Regions from separate parts of the Mus musculus genome. Here all the other regions are linked to region 1. Evidence: chromatin contacts called from public Hi-C data. All regions are on one chromosome and are shown on one strand. The core of a region is the stretch at or near the end of the contact, and the rest is flanking DNA. Distances in the headings are between cores, read along the strand shown. Region 1 has its middle 72 kb from the start of Cavin2. Region 2 holds the start of Cavin2 (caveolae associated 2). Region 3 holds the start of 9330175M20Rik (RIKEN cDNA 9330175M20 gene).

What was found. A called contact is a pair of places that touch in the nucleus more often than the background predicts.
Region 2: a Hi-C map of the N1E-115 cell line shows a contact between it and region 1, with 3 times the contacts expected there. The contact joins the promoter of Cavin2 here to the enhancer-like site in region 1. A contact is called at or near these places in 3 of 39 promoter capture datasets (cranial neural crest and embryonic stem cells), 2 of 484 Hi-C or Micro-C datasets (the N1E-115 cell line and embryonic stem cells) and 1 of 9 other capture datasets (adipose tissue).
Region 3: a Hi-C map of the N1E-115 cell line shows a contact between it and region 1, with 3 times the contacts expected there. The contact joins the promoter of 9330175M20Rik here to the enhancer-like site in region 1. A contact is called at or near these places in 7 of 484 Hi-C or Micro-C datasets (the N1E-115 cell line, cortical neurons, embryonic stem cells and 3 more) and 1 of 115 datasets of contacts at active chromatin or transcription factors (astrocytes).

What each region holds. Positions count from the first base shown.
Region 1 is chr1:51,215,318-51,218,137 of GRCm38.p6, reverse strand. No RefSeq gene overlaps it. Among named protein-coding and RNA genes, the nearest start is that of Cavin2, 72 kb to the left of the region's middle. Within about 2 kb of position 1,252, at least 56 of the 459 cell types and tissues checked have an H3K27ac peak or open chromatin away from gene starts, as enhancers often do. A contact at or near this core is called in the N1E-115 cell line, where this site is marked.
Region 2 is chr1:51,287,321-51,290,478 of GRCm38.p6, reverse strand. It overlaps Cavin2 (caveolae associated 2), which reads right to left and starts at 1,353. Exons shown (of 2, transcript NM_138741.1): 1 at 611-1,353. The coding sequence starts at 1,093. The region is part of intron 2 of 9330175M20Rik (RIKEN cDNA 9330175M20 gene); the gene reads left to right.
Region 3 is chr1:51,331,829-51,335,067 of GRCm38.p6, reverse strand. It overlaps 9330175M20Rik (RIKEN cDNA 9330175M20 gene), which reads left to right and starts at 1,289. Exons shown (of 5, transcript NR_045151.2): 1 at 1,289-1,384.

The sequences.
Region 1 (2,820 bases), core at 3-2,502:
GAAATTTGAATTGGTGGCTATGTGGCAAAGCACATTGCTTGCCAGTTCAGTGTCCATCACTAATGCTCTCCAACAGGACAATGAAAAATTGGTCCTGAAGCTGGTAGAAAACTGTTTCCACAGTGGAAATAGTTGAAATTACAGAAATAACAAAGTTATACTGCTGAAGAATATCAATGGCAGCTGTGGTGGAGATGCAGTTCTCAAACAGGAAAGCAAGAAAGGAGATGGGGGACTTTGGAGAAAACACATAATGCATATAGCTGATAATTATACTGAGTAGCTTTTGTTACGTGCCCAAATTAAAAAACAAACACCTTCAAAATATATAGCATCACTGGAATCTGGTGTGCGTGTGTATACATGCCTGTGTGTATATGTGTGTATATGATGTGTGCATTTGTGTGTGGGTGTACATGTGTGTACACGCATGCCTGAGTGTGTGTGAGTGTGTGGGTTTGTGTGTGTGCTGGGCAAAGGCTAATATCTAAAAGTGCCTTGGGTCCCGCTTCTTAAACCAAGCAGGGTAAAGGTGACATAATTTATGCATCATCTCATTGTCAGTCTTGGTCTAGTGGTCATTCTCTGCTAGGGAAACTTCTCTTGTAAAGATGAAGAGCAAGCAGTACAGAGAAGGCTCAAGGTTAGAACACAATTAGAACCTCCACCGGCTAGCAACATGCACACTTCCAGTTTAGCCGGTGACCTCAGAGTTGACTCAGACGCATTTACCATAAAACGAGAGATGATTCATTTCTGGTTCAGCTTTAACTTTGGGTCTCTTTCTCTATAACGGATTGCCGGGTGAGCTTGGTTATATTCAGACTCGTAAAGTCTCACACTTCCAGAAAGTGTTTCCATAATCATTCTGCTTAGGCTCTCAGCTGGACAGAGACAAGGGCTCCCATGTGGAGATACTGAATGCTGAAGGCTTATCAGAGCCAAGAGTCCCAACAGGGAGACACTGAAGGCTTATTTGTTTTGTCAAAGGCTTAAGGGATTTTACTGCTCCCCAGCTTAGGCTTCTGGCTTCTCCCTCCCCTATTATTTCCTCTATAGTATGATGAATGTAGAGGTTAATGGATGCAAGGCAAGGGAGTGATCATGGCGGCCATCAGAGATGCTGAAGCATCCCTCATGATTGTTGCTCTCTTATGGGCCCTTGGCAGCCTCTGCCTTGCTGTACCTCTCTACAGCTCCATTTCCTCCACAAACTCCCTGTGTCCTCTCCCTCTGGACAGCCTATTTAGTACTCTGTTTTCTCAAGTGGAGAGAGTGGCTCAACACAGTGTCATGCTGTAATGGAAACTTGGTCCCATGGGTGTCCACTGTCTGTCCCTGAAAGCTTTTTCATCTTGTCCCTTGTTACCCCAGAGAATAATTACTTCAAAGGCCAGTCCTTGTGCCTGGTCTCTCAGTGTATCCCATTACCTCTGGTTTTCTTTGCCAGGCCCAACGGTGATGGCAGAAATCAAATCAGGGCTGCTGGCAGTTTTGCCTGCCTAGGATGTTCAGCCTCTCCACTGCCCCAACATGCTAATGTTCCCTGATTGCAAACCCTGTCATCATCTTCTTTGAATTAGCTGTGCCTCATGAAATGGCTTTGCAGTGCTGGAGTGCTGATGTGGAGTCCTGTTTTAACTGTCTGTCAAAGCCCAGGCTAATGAATTCTATTAGCATATTAGCTTGCCAGCTTTGGGAGCCCAGAAGGAGCTGGGCAGCCAAACACAGTTGGCAGGGCACAGCTGCAGTGCCTCAGAGTGCTCCTTGGCAATTGTTTCACGAGGGACTCCAACAATGTAAATGTGCAGACATAGTGCTTACGGAATTAGAAAGGTTATTCGTTACAATGTTCTTCAGCAGCAGAAGATGGGATGAAAGGTGACACTTTTGTGACTGGGGGGCCTACCTGAGGCATTTTTAAAAAAATAGGATAGTCTTGGGATTGCTCTAAGGCACTCATAAGTTAATCTCGTATTCTGTAGAAAATTATAATATGGAGGCAAGGTATACTTTCCACAAGACATTTTTAAACCTTGAGATGGTTACCTGACATTAAGTAATGTAATCCGTGATGGGCAATGATTGGCATCATGGCTTTGATAAGCAGGCATCAATCTTAGAACTGCTTGTCAAAAGCACTTGGTTGGTTAATGACCATGGTACCACCTTCCCAATCTTATCATCGAAACTTATCTCGTTTGAGTAGCAAAATCAGAACCATTAATACCATTAAAGCTACACCCTGTCTTGTAAATAAAGCCAAGTGCATAGCTCCTCATCATGGACCGTACATGAGTATTTAGGACAGACTTACTCTAAGTGCAGATACCCTGGTTGCTAGGCAACCACCAGTAATGCATATGTCTAATATTCAGTCCTTAAATGGTATGCTTAATGGGTATAATCTTCATTTTAGTTTGAGATTAATTTGAAAGTGTATAACTTGAAATGGTTTATGTTAATAAACTTTAAACTCTGCAACTTGTGGTCTGGATAGATGGCCCAGTGGTTACAAACACATACACATGCTGCTCTTGCAGGGGATCTATCTGTGTATGATTTCCACCATCCCTATCTGACAGCTTACAATGCTTGAAACTCTAGCTCCAGGGAAATCAAACATCTCTGGCCTATGAGGACATGTGTGCTCACATGCACATATTGTGCCCCCAATATAATTAAAAATAATTTTTCAACAAGTTATTAATGCTAAATGAGTCACAGGCCTTGAATTCCAGAAAGGTTTTTCAAAATTGCGTTAACTTGTGATTAGAGCTAGATCATTCTTCCTGTGAAAATAACTTTTGAATAAATTAA
Region 2 (3,158 bases), core at 104-2,603, 72 kb before region 1:
GTAAGGAGCTATACTTTGCTTCCCACATTTATTGGCATCATTTTCTAGAGACAAACTAGAGATTGCTTTGACAAAAGATGACTTCAAGAACAAGACTAGTTCAACTTTCCATTCTGGTAATTTCCCAAACACCAGGGGCCCTTGGAAAAAGGATGGTTTAAAGGTTGTGTGTGTCTTGGTCAGAGCAAAAGAAAACAAATCCTTCACACAGTTACCTCACTTCCACTAAGAGTTAATAAACAGCCACTGGATTAATTTGCCCTGTCCAGCTAACAGCTGCAATCGCAGCCGCAAGTTCCTAATGAAAAGAGACAAATGAATTTGACTAGAGTGGGTGCCCGCACCTGCTCAGTTTCTCACCCTTAACCAAGTGCATCTAGGTGTTCACTGACAAATGTCCCCAGCTTGCCAGGCACACAGGCATTGCCTGAAGGATGGGGGAGATTCCAATCCTTATGGCCACATTTCACAGTTGCCTGCAGCAGGCAGCTAGAAGACAAAGCTTTGTGTGTGAGAGAGAAGCTTGACTGGCAGGGCAGATGGGAAGATGGCCTTGAAAGCTCGGAGGACTGAGCTCAAGTAGGTGGAGGGGTATGCTGGGGACACTGACCTGGAAGATGAGCACTTTGAAGTGGTTGCGTCGGAGGAGTTGGGCGTGGTTGTTCTCCAGTCTCTTCACCTGGACACACTGCCTCTCGAGGCGCTCCCGGACAGCCCGCGTGTGAGCGCTGACCTTGCGAGACTTCTCTAGCAGCTTGCTCACTGTGTTGCTGGTGGAGGCCTGGTACTTGGAGAGCTTGGTGAGGTCGTTCTGGATGCCCTTCACCGAGCCCTCCAGGTTGATCTGACGCTGTTCCATGTTGTGCTGGTTCTCCCTCACGGCGTCCAGCATGTTGACCAATTTATCCAGGAGTGTGTGCACGGTGACAGCATTCACCTGCGAGTTGTCTCGGATGGCCTCCTCTGTGGACCCCAGGTTCAGGCTGGGGCTCGGTGTGGAGGAAGGCATTGGGCTGGGGCTGGATGGCTTCTCCTGGAGCATGTCTGTGTTTGGATGCTGGAACTTTTCTGCCTGTGCAGCGTCCTCTCCCATGGCTGGGCAGCTAGAAACTTACTTCCCCGCTGGAAACTTCTTGCTCAAGCTAGAAGCACAGGAGGCTGGTTGGTCTGAAGTGAGCACTGCTCTCTAGGGCTAGCAGAGGTTTTGAATAACTGGCTAAGCTGATCAGGGGAACTGCATTCCAGTTGCTCTTAAAGGACCTGCTCCACCCAGTGGAAGGCAAAGGTTACAGGACCCACTCAGGGTTCAGTGACAAGCACACACTTCCTAGCCACACTCCGCACAAGCCCGAGTTCTTTTCTGCAGTGGCTTTTCTTTCCTACACCCCTTCCCTTAAAAAAAAAAAAAGTTCAATGCCATATTTCAATCATGAGTTCATTTAGAGGCGGAGAGAAACATGTTAACTTGGCAGAGCTCCCCAGCCTCTGATTGGCTAAATCTAGTAAACTTTTCTCTGGCTGCTATGTTACAGAGCGCCTGTTTTTTTTCCTGGATACAAGTTATTGTAACAGAAAGGAATTGTTTGCTCTTGCCCCAGAGCTGACTGATAGGTTGCAGAACACCGAGTGCCCTTTAGGGGAGGCGCCGAGTTGAAAGGGTCTGTGACGCCAGGGCCAGGTTCGTGCTATTAGTTTCTCATTTGCAAAGCACAGGAGATTATTCTGAAACTGACAAGGAACTCAGCTTGGTGTCCTGTCCTCTTGCAAGATGGCATGCAATCCAACTTGAAAGAGCTTAGACTCAGGGATGTCAAAGCAAGTGGTGTTGCATACTGTGAACTGTTCTGTAAGAGATGGAAATCTCTTAAATGAATGCTTTCTTAGAAGATGGAAGGCAGAGACCCTCTCCTCAAGTAGTCCCTTTGGAGAAAAAAAAGTGCTGGTTTGTTTCCAGTAATTCTGAATTCATGCAGAGCATTTCTCAGTCCCCATCTTTGCGAGGCATTTATTGACACAGGTCCAGAAGTGTGACTGCAAGCCAGGTTGAGTTGGAGTGGTTCTAACGCTTGACATTTCCAGGTTCTTGCTCAGTGAAGTGGCACACCTGTTCTCACATGTGGCCCTCCTTAGCCGGGCCCTTGGGATGTGGGACTCACTTCCTAAAATGACTTTACATGCTTGAATTGGTCTTAAATGTATCCAGATTGTGAAAGTGCTTTTGGCTGAAGGTTTGTGACAGGCATGCCATGAAGGATTTCAAGAACAAATGTCAGCTAGTACTGGGTCAGGAACTGATCGTGGGACATTGCCTTAACGGCAATACCTCTGTGTATGCCGAAGAAACAGTAGATCTTATGGTGGTATATTCATTGGTTGCCTTACACTTAGTCATATGTAACATTCACAGAGCATGTGCCAGGTCCCTCACTGAGTACCTGCTCATTAGGAAGATGCATTAAAGACATTATAGAGGCTCCCAGTTTCCTCAGATAATTGGTAGATAACACTTAAAGTGAGACCTTTAGGAACCAAGATTACAAAATGCCAAAAGAAGATTTGATTGCTTGTACCTTTTAAGAATTTTTTTAAAAAGTTTCTCAAACAAACAACTTATATTTTGTGTATTTTAGTTGGACACTGATGTGTTAAATATTAAAAGCAAAAACCATGAATCTGGTGTTGATTTTCAGAAGCTTAATTTTCTAACAAAATTATACGATATAATGATAGCACATCTTTTTTACATTTGACGTTTGTGGGCAAATCAGAGAGTGTCATTATTTCAAAAATATCGGAGGACTTTATCAGCTTTTCAAGGGCCTCTCCTCCATGGCGACATCCCAGTCATTGCCGATGAAGCTCTTATCCTGCTGTCACTCACAGAGATTTCTCCTCCCAAATGTTAACTATTACAGCTGCAGATTCTCATCTGTTATAGGAGCTGCCCATGGCTCAAGGGCTCCTCTGACATTACCTTCATCAATTTTTATGATTCCACATTGGAAAATTTGCAATTTCATATCATAATCACTTGACTCTGATTTTGTATTGATTCACATGAATCTTGCATTGCTTTGTTGGATACTGTACAATCAGATAGATCAGTTAGAAGGATGGTGGTGAGATACCAAAGCACAGAGGTTCCTTCTTAAATAAGA
Region 3 (3,239 bases), core at 40-2,539, 120 kb before region 1:
CTAAATAAGTAAAAATTCGAAAGCCTTTTTATAAAATGTTCTATTACACAATGACTACGTGCTAACTTGGAGAAAATGAAATTGTAGGCAATTAAAAAAATAAAAACAAATGAACAAACGAACGAGCAAACAAAAACAACCCACAAGTCATGTTGAAGAAGGAAGATGTGCTAAGTAAGGGCTCCTTTATTCCCGGAGAGTTTGGTATCCCGAGGCCTGTGGTGACAGTAACAGAAAGTCTAAAGTGGTAAGATTGAGCACACACTATAAAATGGGGAGGGTTTTATAGTGGCTAGATTTTATTTGCTTATAAAGCCTCTATCCTTTCTGCCTCTTAAGAACACTTGTTGCCACGTTAGAGCATCCAGACATAATGTAAGGTAAACCCCGAGGAAAACATGCAAAACGCTGCTCAGAGGGTTCTGAAAGCCTACGGTTCCTTTTCTCACTTAATGCAACTGGGGCTTTGCTTTCCCTGAACAAGACAAGTGCCTGTGGTTTTCCTCCCTAAGATCTGCAGGAGGAGGCTGTTTTTAGCTGAGAGCTGCTGCTTTGCCTATCACTGAAGTGCTGGTTGTAGGATGCCTGGGAGAGAAGGCATCTGGAGAGGAGGAAGGCGGAAGCAAAATGCGTGTAGGGAGCTCAGGGCTAACAAGGCAATGTGCTAGGGATGTACTCCTGAAGCAAGGGCAGCTTGGAGGCAGGCAGATGGGGGGGGGGCGCTTTGGCAGTCTTTAGCCTCTTAGGTTCTTTCATTTGTTTGTTATTCTAGGGAGCTCTGATTTATTTGTATCATTTTACTGATATTGGGAGGTTAAAAATATGTTTCCGTGTGTATAGCAATTAACAGCAGGCTCTGCACAGTGGAATATTCCAGGATTTAGGAGACTGCTAGACTTTTATTGGTTCCAGCCAGCAGATGGCGGTAGTGTACCATAAAAGAGCACACAGGGTTCGCCCAGTGAAGCCGGGAGGTTCAGTTTTGTTTTGCTTTGTTATTTAAGCTCGACAATACCCATCTATATATCCTGTGGGCGCACAGTGTTTGAGCCTCGTCTAATCTTAAACTTGTTTTATGATGATATCATTATTTTTTACTGCTACAAATTAACTGTCGGTTTCAATCTACCCCATATTTCAGCTGCCTTGGGGGGATCATCTTGTCAGTTGTGTGGCTTTCCAATTTTATGACTGAGATCAAGAGTGATTCCTTAAAGGCACATGGGAAACAATGAAATGTGGGGCAGTGACTGTGAGCTCCGTTTGGTGGCCACTCCCGGAGGTGATCAGGAACGGTACAGAAGGACAAGCACGCCACGAAGCCCACAGCTCCGTCTGAAAAGTGACTGCCTTGACATTTACCCAGGCTCAGCCACTCGTTTAGGTATGGTCCTGACTTACTATCAATGGAGTAAAGCGGGGCTGCATGAATCCCAACATTATCTTATAGCGTTATATTCAAACACAGGAGAAAGTAGAGATTCTAGGGCACGAATATCTTTGATGATACACAGGAAGTTGTCTTCTTTCGCAGGGACAAAAAGCACCCGCATCCAATCACCTATTTACTCTCCCTTGAGTGGGATGCTTTCTGGGAGCCTACTGGGTGTTTGCCCTTGTGTGAAAAGTCCTTGTGAACCTACCGGCAAGAAGCTCTTGATTGCTGCCTAATCTTTTCTTGAAGCGTAAGGGCAAAAGAGATTAGGATCCTCTTGATAGAGTTGGCAGAGCACCATTGATTGATGATAAACTTGAAGGAGAAAGGGGTCATATTCCAGCTTGCCCCAGTCAAAGATTTCCGACAGACAGCAGCCCACTGTTGTAAATCTGTTGCCAGCCAGCACACTGTCCGTGGGTGTGCAGAGGCAGGGACAAAGCCCAGAGGCTGTGAAAAGACCCGGCTGCTCCTGAAATGCTGGGTGAACAGAGTAAGTGTGGGTTCAAGCTCCCTCCAAAGTCATCTGTTCTCTGCATAAGGGCTACTTTGGCTTTTTAAGCAATCTGTGACTCACTCGTCTCCTGCCACCCCACCTCCTAAACGTTCAGTCCCTATGCAATTGTTCTTAACCCTGTGTCTCTAAGTAAACCTAGAATTACTGGAGAATTTTCTTTTAAATAAGAATGCTTTAACCCCAGCTTCTAGAACTAGATGGTCCTTATTAGAATAAATAAGAATGGCTACCCTACAGCATGCCCAATATGAGTTAGGTCTCTTCCTAATGTGTGTGTGTGCGTGTGTGTATAGATCTCTTTATGTCTTTTTTTTTTTCAGATGTCTTTCTCAATTACTTCACCTTATTTTTTGAAACAGGCCTCTCACTGACTCTAGGACTCATTCTTTTGACTAAACTAGCTGGCCAGAAATCCCTAGGACTGCATCTGCCTCCCCAGTACTGGGATTACTAATGGATGCTGCTGCTGGACCCTACTGTTTCACATGGGTGCTGGAGAATCTGAATTCAGCTCCTTATACTTATTTGGCAGGTACATACTTTCTTGACTGGGCCATCTCTCCAGCCCCAATTTTAATTTTTATGGCACTCATTCAACACGAATGTATTGCTTGTACTCTTTCTATATGACCCGAAGCTTAAAGGTTGATGGCTTTTCCTACTAAAGGCCAAATTGGAAACAAAAGGAGGATGTTTGTGCCCCTCCCTCTTTGTGGTACTCTGACTTTAAAGACAATGTTTGCTGTAACACTGCTCTGTGGTCCTGGACAGGTGGGACAGAGAAAGGCAGAAACTGTAAGATTTATGCAGACAGACTGGCGTATCTGCAAACGTACCAGGCAGAAGATTCAATATACAGAGGCTTCGAGGTTTCCAACGGTTGGATATGCAGAGGTTTGAGATACTGGAAGACAAAATCAGGAGACTTTCCTCGGGGATTTAGCCAACAGAGAGGGGCTGATTTTTTTCCAAGCCTGGGCTTCAGAGCTCCATCCAAATTGTGCAGTTAAAGGCACAGAGGAAAAGCACACTTAGGACTGCTCTGCTTGGATGTCTTTGCCTGGATACAGGGTACAAAGGAAGGATGCTAATGCACTGGTCCGTTAGGCTGTCAGGTGAGGATAACAGCAGGAGTGTCAGCAGCATCTTACAAGGCAGGCGGCCTCAGGTATTTATTAGCGGAGACCGTGTACACACTGAGGTAAGTGCACAGAAACGCCTTGGACACTGAGCACAATTCAAATGGGCCTGCTATTGATCCTTGGCGGAAATGTTCATGTCTGCCTC